Linked DNA regions of Mus musculus: all the other regions are linked to region 3. Evidence: chromatin contacts called from public Hi-C and HiChIP or PLAC-seq data. All regions are on one chromosome and are shown on one strand. Each heading gives the region's core, a stretch centred on a gene start, on an enhancer-like site or on the middle of the called end of the contact. The rest is flanking DNA. Distances are from core to core; before and after follow the strand shown.

What was found. A called contact is a pair of places that touch in the nucleus more often than the background predicts. HiChIP or PLAC-seq counts read pairs in DNA pulled down with a chosen protein or histone mark.
Region 1: a Hi-C map of pro-B cells shows a contact between it and region 3, with 7 times the contacts expected there. The contact joins the enhancer-like site here to the promoter of Igf1 in region 3. A contact is called at or near these places in 2 of 39 promoter capture datasets (cranial neural crest and embryonic stem cells), 1 of 484 Hi-C or Micro-C datasets (pro-B cells) and 3 of 9 other capture datasets (adipose tissue, liver and macrophages).
Region 2: an H3K4me3 HiChIP or PLAC-seq map of neural tube shows a contact between it and region 3, with 6 times the contacts expected there. The contact joins the promoter of 1700113H08Rik here to the promoter of Igf1 in region 3. A contact is called at or near these places in 2 of 39 promoter capture datasets (liver and stem cell-derived epiblast-like cells) and 2 of 115 datasets of contacts at active chromatin or transcription factors (VIP interneurons and neural tube).

Annotation. Positions count from the first base shown.
Region 1 is chr10:88,419,458-88,422,861 of GRCm38.p6, reverse strand. Gnptab (N-acetylglucosamine-1-phosphate transferase, alpha and beta subunits) reads right to left here. Exons shown (of 21, transcript NM_001004164.3): 7 at 3,302-3,404. Among named protein-coding and RNA genes, the nearest start is that of Sycp3, 38 kb to the left of the region's middle. Within about 2 kb of position 1,996, at least 107 of the 459 cell types and tissues checked have an H3K27ac peak or open chromatin away from gene starts, as enhancers often do. A contact at or near this core is called in macrophages and pro-B cells, where this site is marked.
Region 2 is chr10:87,056,416-87,059,613 of GRCm38.p6, reverse strand. It overlaps 1700113H08Rik (RIKEN cDNA 1700113H08 gene), which reads right to left and starts at 1,568. Exons shown (of 6, transcript NM_029685.1): 1 at 1,455-1,568.
Region 3 is chr10:87,857,586-87,860,944 of GRCm38.p6, reverse strand. Igf1 (insulin-like growth factor 1) reads right to left here and starts at 1,893. Exons shown (of 4, transcript NM_001111275.2): 1 at 1,533-1,893. The coding sequence starts at 1,595. All of the region lies in intron 1 of Igf1os (a long non-coding RNA gene), which reads left to right.

The sequences.
Region 1 (3,404 bases), core at 747-3,246, 560 kb before region 3:
TGGAGGTACAGAGGTGAACAGGAGAATGTTCTGAGCTGCAGCCTGTGGTGTCTGCTGGGCACGGCTGGGCCCTCCCTCCCTGTCTCCTGGACCACAGGCCTCAGCACAGTCCTGCTGGAAGAACACAGGAGCGTGGAGTGATTGAGCTGTTCCGGTTCCAACCCTCGGTGTCTTGTGGTCGTCCCTCTCATGTGTGGCACGTGCCTCGCTTGTCACACTAAACTGAGCAGACACTGTCACTGTAACTCCCCTCTGCACTGTTTATCTCCTCCTCCTGAGTCTTCCTTCTCGCTAACAGCTCGTTGACATACCAGCTGAGCATCTTTCAGATGCTCCAGGAACCAGTCCCACACTGGCCTCCCTTGGCCAGAGGCCCCTGGATAGGAAGAGCTTGCAGGACTGAACGTGCCCCTACTCTAAGGTGTGTGCCTCAGAAACACACCAGATCGTCTTCTTACTGTCCCAGCCCTCCCTGCCTTCAGGATAAGGGTTTTTCACTGAGCACAAGCGTACTGAGGACAGAGTGACATTGGTCTCATTAGTATAATGATGATCACATCAGGCAAGTTCTAGTTCAGTGGGTTCCAGGAACTTAATACAATCATTGCTGATTAAACTTTGTCATTTATTTATTTTTTATTTTGTGGTGTGGGAGTCTGTGCGTGTGCATGCGTGTGCATGTGGTGCATATGTGTGTGCATGTGTGTGAGGATGTATGAACACAAGAGCATGCATGTGAGAATCAGAGGGTAACTTGCAACCTTGCCTTGCCCATCTCCCCAGCCATCCCTAAGGAAGCCTGTGGCCTTTAGGAACTCCCCAGACACACTACCTACTTCCCAGCCCTCAACATTTTTTTCCAGGCTATTCTCAGAGCACTCCCTTCTCAACCCAGGAACAGTGGCTCTGTTGAGGACCCAGCTAAGGTGCAAAGCCCATTTAACTCCTACCTTGACTAAAACCCAGGCGTCCTTGGGCACTGCTATAGTGGAAGTGTTCATGTCCCAAGGAAATGTCTTAATTCCCTCTGTTCTCTCTCACATACTCCCTGGCATGCAGGAGGTATTTGATAAAAACCATCTAGAAAGACTGGGAACCGATGACAGGAACCACCCTTCTCAGAAGGTGTATAACAGAACCAGAAGGGGAAGAATGGAAGGGCCGGAGGCTGGGAAGTGGCTGCATAAAAGTATAGGGACCTGAGTTCTGGTCACCAGAACCCGTGTACGAGCCGAGCAGGCCTGTAAGCTCAGCGCTTGGTTGGGGAAAGGGAGACAGATTCCCTAGAGCTCATTGGTCAGGCAACCTGGCCAACCGCTGAGGCTGAGGCCAAACATTCCATAAGAGACTCCGGCTCATCAGGGGGAGAGTAACGAAGGAGGACACCTGACATCAACCTCTGGCCTCCCCATGCACCTACTCCTGTACACACATATACACACACTCTTGGGAGCAAGGGTTGCCCGCACTTTCCCCTAACAGACGCAGACTGGAAAAACTGAACTCAAATGCGCCCTCATCGGTTCCTACTGGGTCTCCATTTCTCCAAACTCAAGTCACCGCTACACCTTACACCCAGCTGCACACACCACACAGCAGCAGCTGGCAGAGCCTACCGCTGTTCAGAACTGTTATCTATGTCAGTACACACTGGTCACCAACAGGCATGTCAGGTGTTGACAGCACACAAGTGGGCCAACACAGCAGGATGTGAAAATATCCACACACAATTAAGACAAAATAAATTCCTAATTGCTTTTAAATTTTTGATTAATGTGGACTTACAGAAACAGAATCGGGAACACCATTCTTCCCACATAACGGGGATGAGTCGGCAATGGAAAGGACCGATGTAATTTATCGGTCATTCTGATGTTAGCGACTCAGCCAAAGCCAAATAAAGTTTGACTGAAACGAAAGCTAATCTGTCTATAGTTTCAACTGCTCAAATCAGTACTGAAAGTACCTCAGGGGAAGGAGGAAATGCGGCATCTATTTTAGGATAACTGAAGATTAACCACAAATACAACCCAAATACGGCTTCGTGCTATTCCGGTCCATACAAGTACTGCATGCTAACTGATTGCACTTCTGGAACTGTTTCTATGTCAGACGAAGAAAGGCTACAGGGGACAGCTGGGCACAGTGGCGAGTTCCTGGAGCACCAAGAAGAAGCAGAGGCAGGAAGGTTACAAAGTTTGAGGACAGTCTAGTCTACATAGCAAGTTGCCGGCCAGTCAGGATTACAGAGTGAGACCGCCCCAAACAAAAATGAGGATGAAGAAAAGAGGAGGAGGAAGAGGAGGAAGGGGAAACAAACTAAGGGACAAAGCTAGCTAGCTATGGGGAAGAAGGGAACCGAGAAAAAAACGACATCATTCACACAGCGGTTTTCTCACCGTAACACAAAGCACCTTAACCCATCGAAGCCAGGGAAGGAGGAAAAAGTTACAGGGATCTCTGGGTGGATGGAATGACTAATGCAAGAACTGAGAAAGAACTCGCTACTCCCTTTCCGCCACCCCCCACCTTCTCCAGCCCCTCACAAATTTTGTTAAATGGTAAAAACATGAGAGAGCCAGATTTCAACCATTCCAGAGGCAAGGACTGTACGCCTGCTCCTCTAAGACAAAAGAGGCTGTGTTCACCCCCACCCTCCACCCCCTAATGTGCTACAACAACGTGACGTAAGGTCATCAAGAAAACACCCACACGGCTGTCCCAGGCAGATGATTCAGAGAATAAGAAATGTTCGGGAAAAGGTCACCAGCCAACCAAAGTTGATCCTTAGAGAAAGAATGGTCAGGGCTGATGGCTAAGAAATACACTTATATCTTAAACACATTGGTGGCTGGATTTGCTATTAATCAGAATTTCATATTTTCAAACTTTATACATATCTACAACCCCTTATGAATGAAAGCTTTCATAGATGTGCATGTTAGAGTTCTAACTACTTCTACGACTTTCCCCAACACACCCACACATAGACATGTATCACAGACACACACATACAGAGACACACAAAAACACACACAACACACACAGAGTAAGAAAAATGTGAGTGATAAATTATAAAAATAGTAATTTCAGAGCTTAGTTTGAAGGTGCGAATCTGTAATACCAGCACTTGAGATGCTGAGGCAGGAGGATTGCTGGAAGCAGTGGGGGAGGCTCTTCCGCACAGATCTACTTCTGACAGCACACTGAGATGGGGCAGTTGCTCTTTGCCCTTTATGACTGTTGGCTAAACTTGCATGAAATAAGAGGTGCCATGCGGGTGGCTCCTTTTCTGTCTTACCAGCTTTATTTTAGAGGAAAGCTTTTCTGGCAGCTTTGTCTTCAGTTGACTCGTCTCCTTGAAGGTCGGTGGGAATCCACTCAGGAACGCCAAGCCTTGCATC
Region 2 (3,198 bases), core at 319-2,818, 800 kb after region 3:
TTTTCTGTACGTCTGCCCAACAGCCGCACTATGACATTAGTTTCGACAGCTCTGTGACCCGTATTGTCCCAACTTTATTCACTAGTCTCTCTTTCTCTTTCTTTTTCTGTTGCTTTTTTTAAAAAAAGCCTTTATTGGCATTTGGCATTTTTTATCTACTGTAAAATAAAAAGGAGAAGGATGGCTTTTTTTAAAGCACTCCGTGTGACAGTTAAAAAAAGAAAAAGAAAGCTATCTACAGTTACTGTAGTAATGGTTTAAAGGAGGGGGGTAAGCACCTGCAAATCAAAGAAAGATGCCGTGGTGCTGTCATCGGACTCCCCCTCCCTTTTCTTAAAGTTATTTCGTGGCCATTATAGAGTAGACCTGGCAATGAATTTATGTGACAGCTATGAAGTTAGTATTAAAATTGTGAATACTCCCTAGCAGTTTTCATGGCCTTACTATAAGATAGTCTCAATTTGCCACACAGCGGTGAATAGGGTACAGAAGGGGGTGTGTGTGTCTAATGAATGGGAGGAGGGTGGGTGAATGGGAGGGCTTCCCAGGAGGGGCAGCACAGTAGTCGCCAGAGAGTGATTTATTTTTGCCCTTCCAGAAAGGAAAGTCCGAAGAAGCAGCAGCCTGAAAGGCCCTGAAGCATTGATGATGGTGGGGGGGGGGGGCATGGGGGCGGGTCCGGGCGGGTGTCTTTACACATTTTACCATTCCAATGCCAGTTCTAGAAGCAGGGATCAAGGCTGGGCTGTGGTAAACCCATTCCTCTAGTCTTCCCAAATCAACCATGAAATGCCAGCAGGGAGCAAAGGTAGGGCCTGCTACTACTGAATGGGAGCAAGGCAAAAGAGGGAGAGTGTCAGCCTTGATCCACTCGGGGAGAGTTCGGAGAGAGATGAAGCGTGCTGGGTGTGAGGTGGGAGAACTCTTCAGAAGCAGGGAGGATTTAGAGAGGGCATTCAGAGGGAAAAAAATGAGGTGAAGTCACTGCAAAGAGCAAAGGGGCGTGCCCAGGGCGCACGGCCCCTCCCCAGACCCCTCCCCCGACCCCTATTAGCATGCGGGCAGCGCGGGCCACGGGGCGGGGGCGGCGCAGTGGGATCACAGCGCTGGGCGCTTTGTGGGCCGCGCTCGCCTCCACGGGGGACCATCTGCTCGCTGTCAATGCATCACCTGCTCGTCTGGGCTGTCGCCCGGGCAACCGAGGGCGGGGGAGATTAAGGAGCGTGTGCGTCTTGGTGTGGGTACTGGCTGTAGGGGCGGGGGCTGGGCACAGCTCTGTCCTCCTCCACTCTGAGACTGGTCAAGCCGGATGGAGGGGGACGGGGTGACGACCACCAGGAGCGATCAGGCTCTGCTGCTCGCAGCCCCACGGCCCCTCCCGAGAGCCACCCCTACCAGAGGTGGCTGGAGTCTATAGAAGCCAAAAACACGGGGTTCTCTTCAAAGCAACCTACCTCCTCTGTGACCAGACAAGACCCACGACTTGTCTTCTGCCTGTCTACCTGCAGCTGCAGAAGCCCTATCCTGTGCCCGCCGCTGCCTTCCAAACGAGTTGGCCCCACACTGCCCCACCCTTATGGACACCTCCGGGCACCGTTCCGAGAGCCCCTCAGTCTCCCGGCAACCACAATGGGACCAGCATCGCAAGTGGACCCTGCCCCGCCCTGCCACCAAAGTCAAAGACAGTGACCACATACATCTCTTCTCCGAATCTGCTCTGCCACCCAGCCCCAAGCCCTGGACAAGCCTTCAGCTTAAAAAGATGAGCATTACTTGATTATCTTTTGTTAACAAGTTGGTTTTTCACAAAGGAGGTAGTTCTAGGGGTTATGGAGGGATTTTATTTTTTACTGAAGTCCCCTACCAATCTAGGCCTCTCCCTTGAATCCCAAGTAAAAGGAGAATGGTGCTGCAGCCAACAGCAGGGGGCATAGCTATGCCATAGATGGGAAGAGTGCCCTTTTCCCTCTTTGAGCCATAGTCTCAAATTTCTTGAAAGTTCAGAAACTTTCAAGTAATTCTATTCCAACCAGGCAAGGATTTAGCTGTGCCCACAAAGGCAGTTCACATCTGCCTGGGGATTTTATTCAGCTCGGCAGAAAAAAAAAAAACACACACACACACACACACAAAAAAAAACCCTATGAATGCTGTGTAAGGTTCCATGGACTGCAACCCAAGCCAAGGTCTAGGTTTAGGTTTGATTTTGCTTTGGGTTTTGAATTTGGATAGCGATGGTTGGATTTTTGAAACAATGTTTCATCTGTTTGCTAACACATACTGGCCTCAAACTCACTAACCAAGTGTGGCACTGAGTGCATTGTGTAGCTTAAGCTAGCCTGGAACTCACCAGTCTTCCTATCTGATTACCCACATGGGAACCTAATGCCGGCAACTAGTTAAGATTTTGTTTGTAGGCAGTGTCTAATAAATTCAAAACAAGGTTCTAAAGCCAGGAATCCCAGCACTCCTTGTGAGGTAGAGGCAGGCAGATCTCTGAGTTCAAGGCCAGCCTGGTCTATAGAGTGAGTTCCAGGATAACCAGAGTACACAGAGAAACCCTGTCTTGAAAATCAAAAACACAAACAAAATGTGTGTGTGTGGTGGGGGGAGAAGTGGTTTTTGTTTCTAATACTTAAAATACTCTTAAAACAAATCCAAAAGCAGGCATAAAGACTTACAACTCTAATCCCAGGTTTTACAAGGATGAAGCAGAAAAATCTCTAAGTTCCAGGTCAGCCTAGGCTATGGATCAACAACAAAACAAGTCAAAAGACCAGGTTAGACTCTGGATGATTCTGAGCTGTTGCTCCCAGAAGCACTTAGACAAGCAAATAAGCCACATCAAAGCTATGACAGTATTGTCAAGATGCCTCTAGACAAGAATGGCAGCACAGGGTTACCTGCCATAGCTCCAACCCAGAATGCTGTTCGCTGAAATGAATGGCATTTCAGGTGCCAACCATGGGAAATATGTTTCAGTGTTAGACTAGCAATACAGCTACAAAGTAGATGTGAGATTCCAACTAAACCAGGACCCTGGAGTTGCAAATTTTGAGGTAAAGACAATCATAATACAAGCACTCTTCTGTTTTGCACTTTCTGTTTTCTTGGGACACTCTGTAGCCCAGGCTGGCCTCAGATTCTCAAGCATCCTCTTACCTCTGCTTTCCAAGGGTTAGCTACCAGCTACAGTGC
Region 3 (3,359 bases), core at 644-3,143:
CCCTGAGCTATGTTTCAAAGACCACCACGCATGCAGTAGCTCCCTTCAGCCATCTCCTGCTGCAAGCACAGGAAAAAAGTTGAAGGGTATTGCTAGCTCCGCTTCTGAAATGTTCTGCAGACCCAGCAGGGAAAGAAAGTTCATTTGGAGCCGATTTTCCAAACGTGGAATGCATGCCTGCCGAGGTAACATTCCACAATCCCTTTGGGACACACAATCCCAGCTGCCAGACCACACAGCGTATATGAACGCTGACTTCACTCCTGTAAGGTGGCTGAAGCTTGCTGGCAGCGCGAGGACGGCACAATTAGGTGCTTGACAAGGTTGTCTCCCGAAGTCCCAAGCCACTTACTTGCCTAAGAAAAACTCATAGCGATGAAGCATTTGAATGCAGCACAAAAAAAAACCCGCTGCACTCTTTGACTGGGATCTTTTATGAATTAAGCCCTCCGGCAACTGCCTCCAAGGAGCCGGTGACAGCGGCTTAGAAGTGCTTGCAAATTGAAAAAACACAAGTCTGGAAGGATATAATTTTGCTGAGAATGGAAACTTGAAGTAGGGCCAGTGATCAAAAGGAGAAGGCAGAACATAGACAGCGGCAGGGGCAAACGGCAGCAGCAGCAGCAGCAGCAGCAGCAGCAGCAGCAGCAGCAGCGGCAGGGGCGAGCGACAGAGCCAGAGGCAAGTGACAGAGGCAGCACAGCAGCAGCAGGGGCAAGCAGCAGCCGATTCACCTAAAGAGGCTTTGCCTTGCCGCGCCGCGCGGTGAGTCTAAGAGCAGAGCCTTAAACCAAAATTCAAACCCCAGCTCAGTCACGAAAGTCCCCTTCCAAAGAGAAAAGTTGGACAAGCAGCCGCCAGTAAGCTCCTGCTTTCTGAGCACAGCCTGTATCTGTTTAAAATTTCTGAATATGCAAAGACAGCAAGTTGTCTAAGAGCTTTTACAGAAAAGCAAATTAAACTTCCCCTAACTTTGACTTTCTGGGCAGAAGTGCAAAGAATTCCCGATTCTTGGCTCCAAAAAAAAAGAAAGAAAAAAGCATTTTTTAAAAGCCTTCCTATCATCTAAAATGTAACTTTTAATCTGTGACATGCCTCGTAAATAAAGTCCTGACAAATCACACACATACATAGACACAGACACAAGAACATGCTCTGAAAAAGCCAACGCCTGCACCTGTGAGAGAGAAGCACTCCCGAGTTTATAGTCATCTTTCTCGCCCCGAGCCATAGGCTAGATTTAAAGGAGTCTCTTAAAACGGCAGTGTGGAAGCCCTGTGGAAGCGGAGGCTTTAGCAGAAGTACCTTGCAATAGTTTCTACCCGTACAGATACCTCTGCAAATGCATTCATCCCCCGGAGCTCCTTTTACAGCTCGCACAGAACTGCACATTCAGCAATTTGTAAATAACCCCCAGTTCTGAAACAATGCAAATTCTAAAGCAAATAAAGACTCTAGGCAGAAGAAAACAGTACACAGTTTAAATACAATTCTCCAACGAGTTAAAAAAAAAAAAAGTAAGAGATATTTACCTTCAAGAAGTCACAGAGGCAGATCTTAAATAATTGAGTTGGAAGGCTGCTGATTTTCCCCATCGCTTCTGAAGTACAAAGTCTGGAAATGAATTGGTGGGCAGGGATAATGAGGCGAAAAAGAAATCCAGAGAGATGGGAGATGTTAGAGCAATGTCACATTTCAATTTTGAGGACTTTATTCCATTGCGCAGGCTCTATCTGCTCTGAATTTAGCAGTGACAGTGAGATTTAGCAAGCAGAAGAGGGATTTAGAGAAAATCCTCACATTTATCTACAAAACACAGACACTGTAGACAGGAAACAGCTGGGGGAACATTCGCCTTCTCTCTCTCTCCCTCTTCTGGCAAAGTTATCGAGTAAGGACTTTTTTGGGCACCGTGACAAATAACATCATACCTTCGCTCTTAAAAACTGGAGCACAGAGACTCACCCCCCCCCCCCCTAAAAGAATGTGTGTCTCTGACAGGGTTAGCAGACATTAAATACTGAGGCTGCCATAGAAAAATAGGCTCTGTTCTCTGATTAACTTTCCACAGGGTTTGAAGGTACACTTGTGTGCTAATACACCTCACCAGGATTAGAGGATCTAAGTGGGACACGGGGGCAACTTTATATTTTAGGGCAAATGCAAAATTTGAAGGAAAAAAAAAACAAAAAAAGGAAGAAGAGACTATCTCCAGGAAGCACAATGCTGTTAACCCTGAAATGACCAGGGTAAACTAGATCGAAAGGCAGCTCTCAGGGGAAGGGGAGGTGGAGGGGATAGAGTGACCCTTGTCCTAGTTGCCAGGCAAGGGGAATGATCTCATTTCCTAAAACCTATAGATGGCCAGGCAGCAGTGGGCTGGCTCCTGTCAGGACACTGTGTCATGCTTTGTGCAGAGAATCAGGCTATGCTGAGATCTGGGATGGATTGAAAAATAAAATGATCCTAGTTTTCAACAAAGCTGGATGCCTGTCACCTCCTTGACCCCAAGGAAGCAGTATGGGAGGCACACACTGTTTCCCGTTGGCTGTATTGTTCTCTATAAATGAGTGTGTGTGTGTGTGTGTGAGACACAGTTGTGTGTATGTGTGCATGCATGCATATGTGTGTGTGTGTAAGTGTGTGTGTCTGTCTGTGTCTGTGTCTGAGTGTGTATTCCAAATAATACCAGCTGGCTAGCAATACTCTCTCCAGGGTTATGATGTCATTCAAATCCCTCAACTGGGTAAGTGGCTGGCAGCATGGTTCAAGCCGGCTGCTTCTGCTATTTATAATGTATAAACTCGCCTTTGCCACAGGGAATGGAGTTCTGATCTTCTGTTGATACGGTTTGTACCTATTTCTCAGTGGTCTTTCAGAGGCAGTAGATAAGAAAGTGAATTATGAAAGAAGGTTACAAAAGCCCAGATTAGACGCTGCATGCTTTCCACGGATATCTCTCCAGGTGTGCTTTCCCAGGGGAGATGGAAATGAGCCAGACTTGCCTCAGTCTCTTACTCTCTCGGACTCTCAGGGGGATTTGAAGGTACTGACACATCGGTGGAGACAGAGGCCAGTTGGAAACTCTACACTGCCTCTTTACGCTGCCCCATGGATAGAAACCTGCTTGGGGATGTGGTGATTGTCCTCAAATGAAACCAGTTTGGTTTTGCAAGGGGCTTGGGCTCTTTCCAACCCTCTGTGTGGTCAATACTTCACAGCAGTGTTTACCTTTCAGACAGGAACATTAGAAACCTGGTGTGAGACTGTTCCAGTGGTGGGTGATGCTAGGTATCACTTGATGAAGGAATCATGTGATGACAGCACCTACTATGTACTTGATTAGACACACCTCTGGT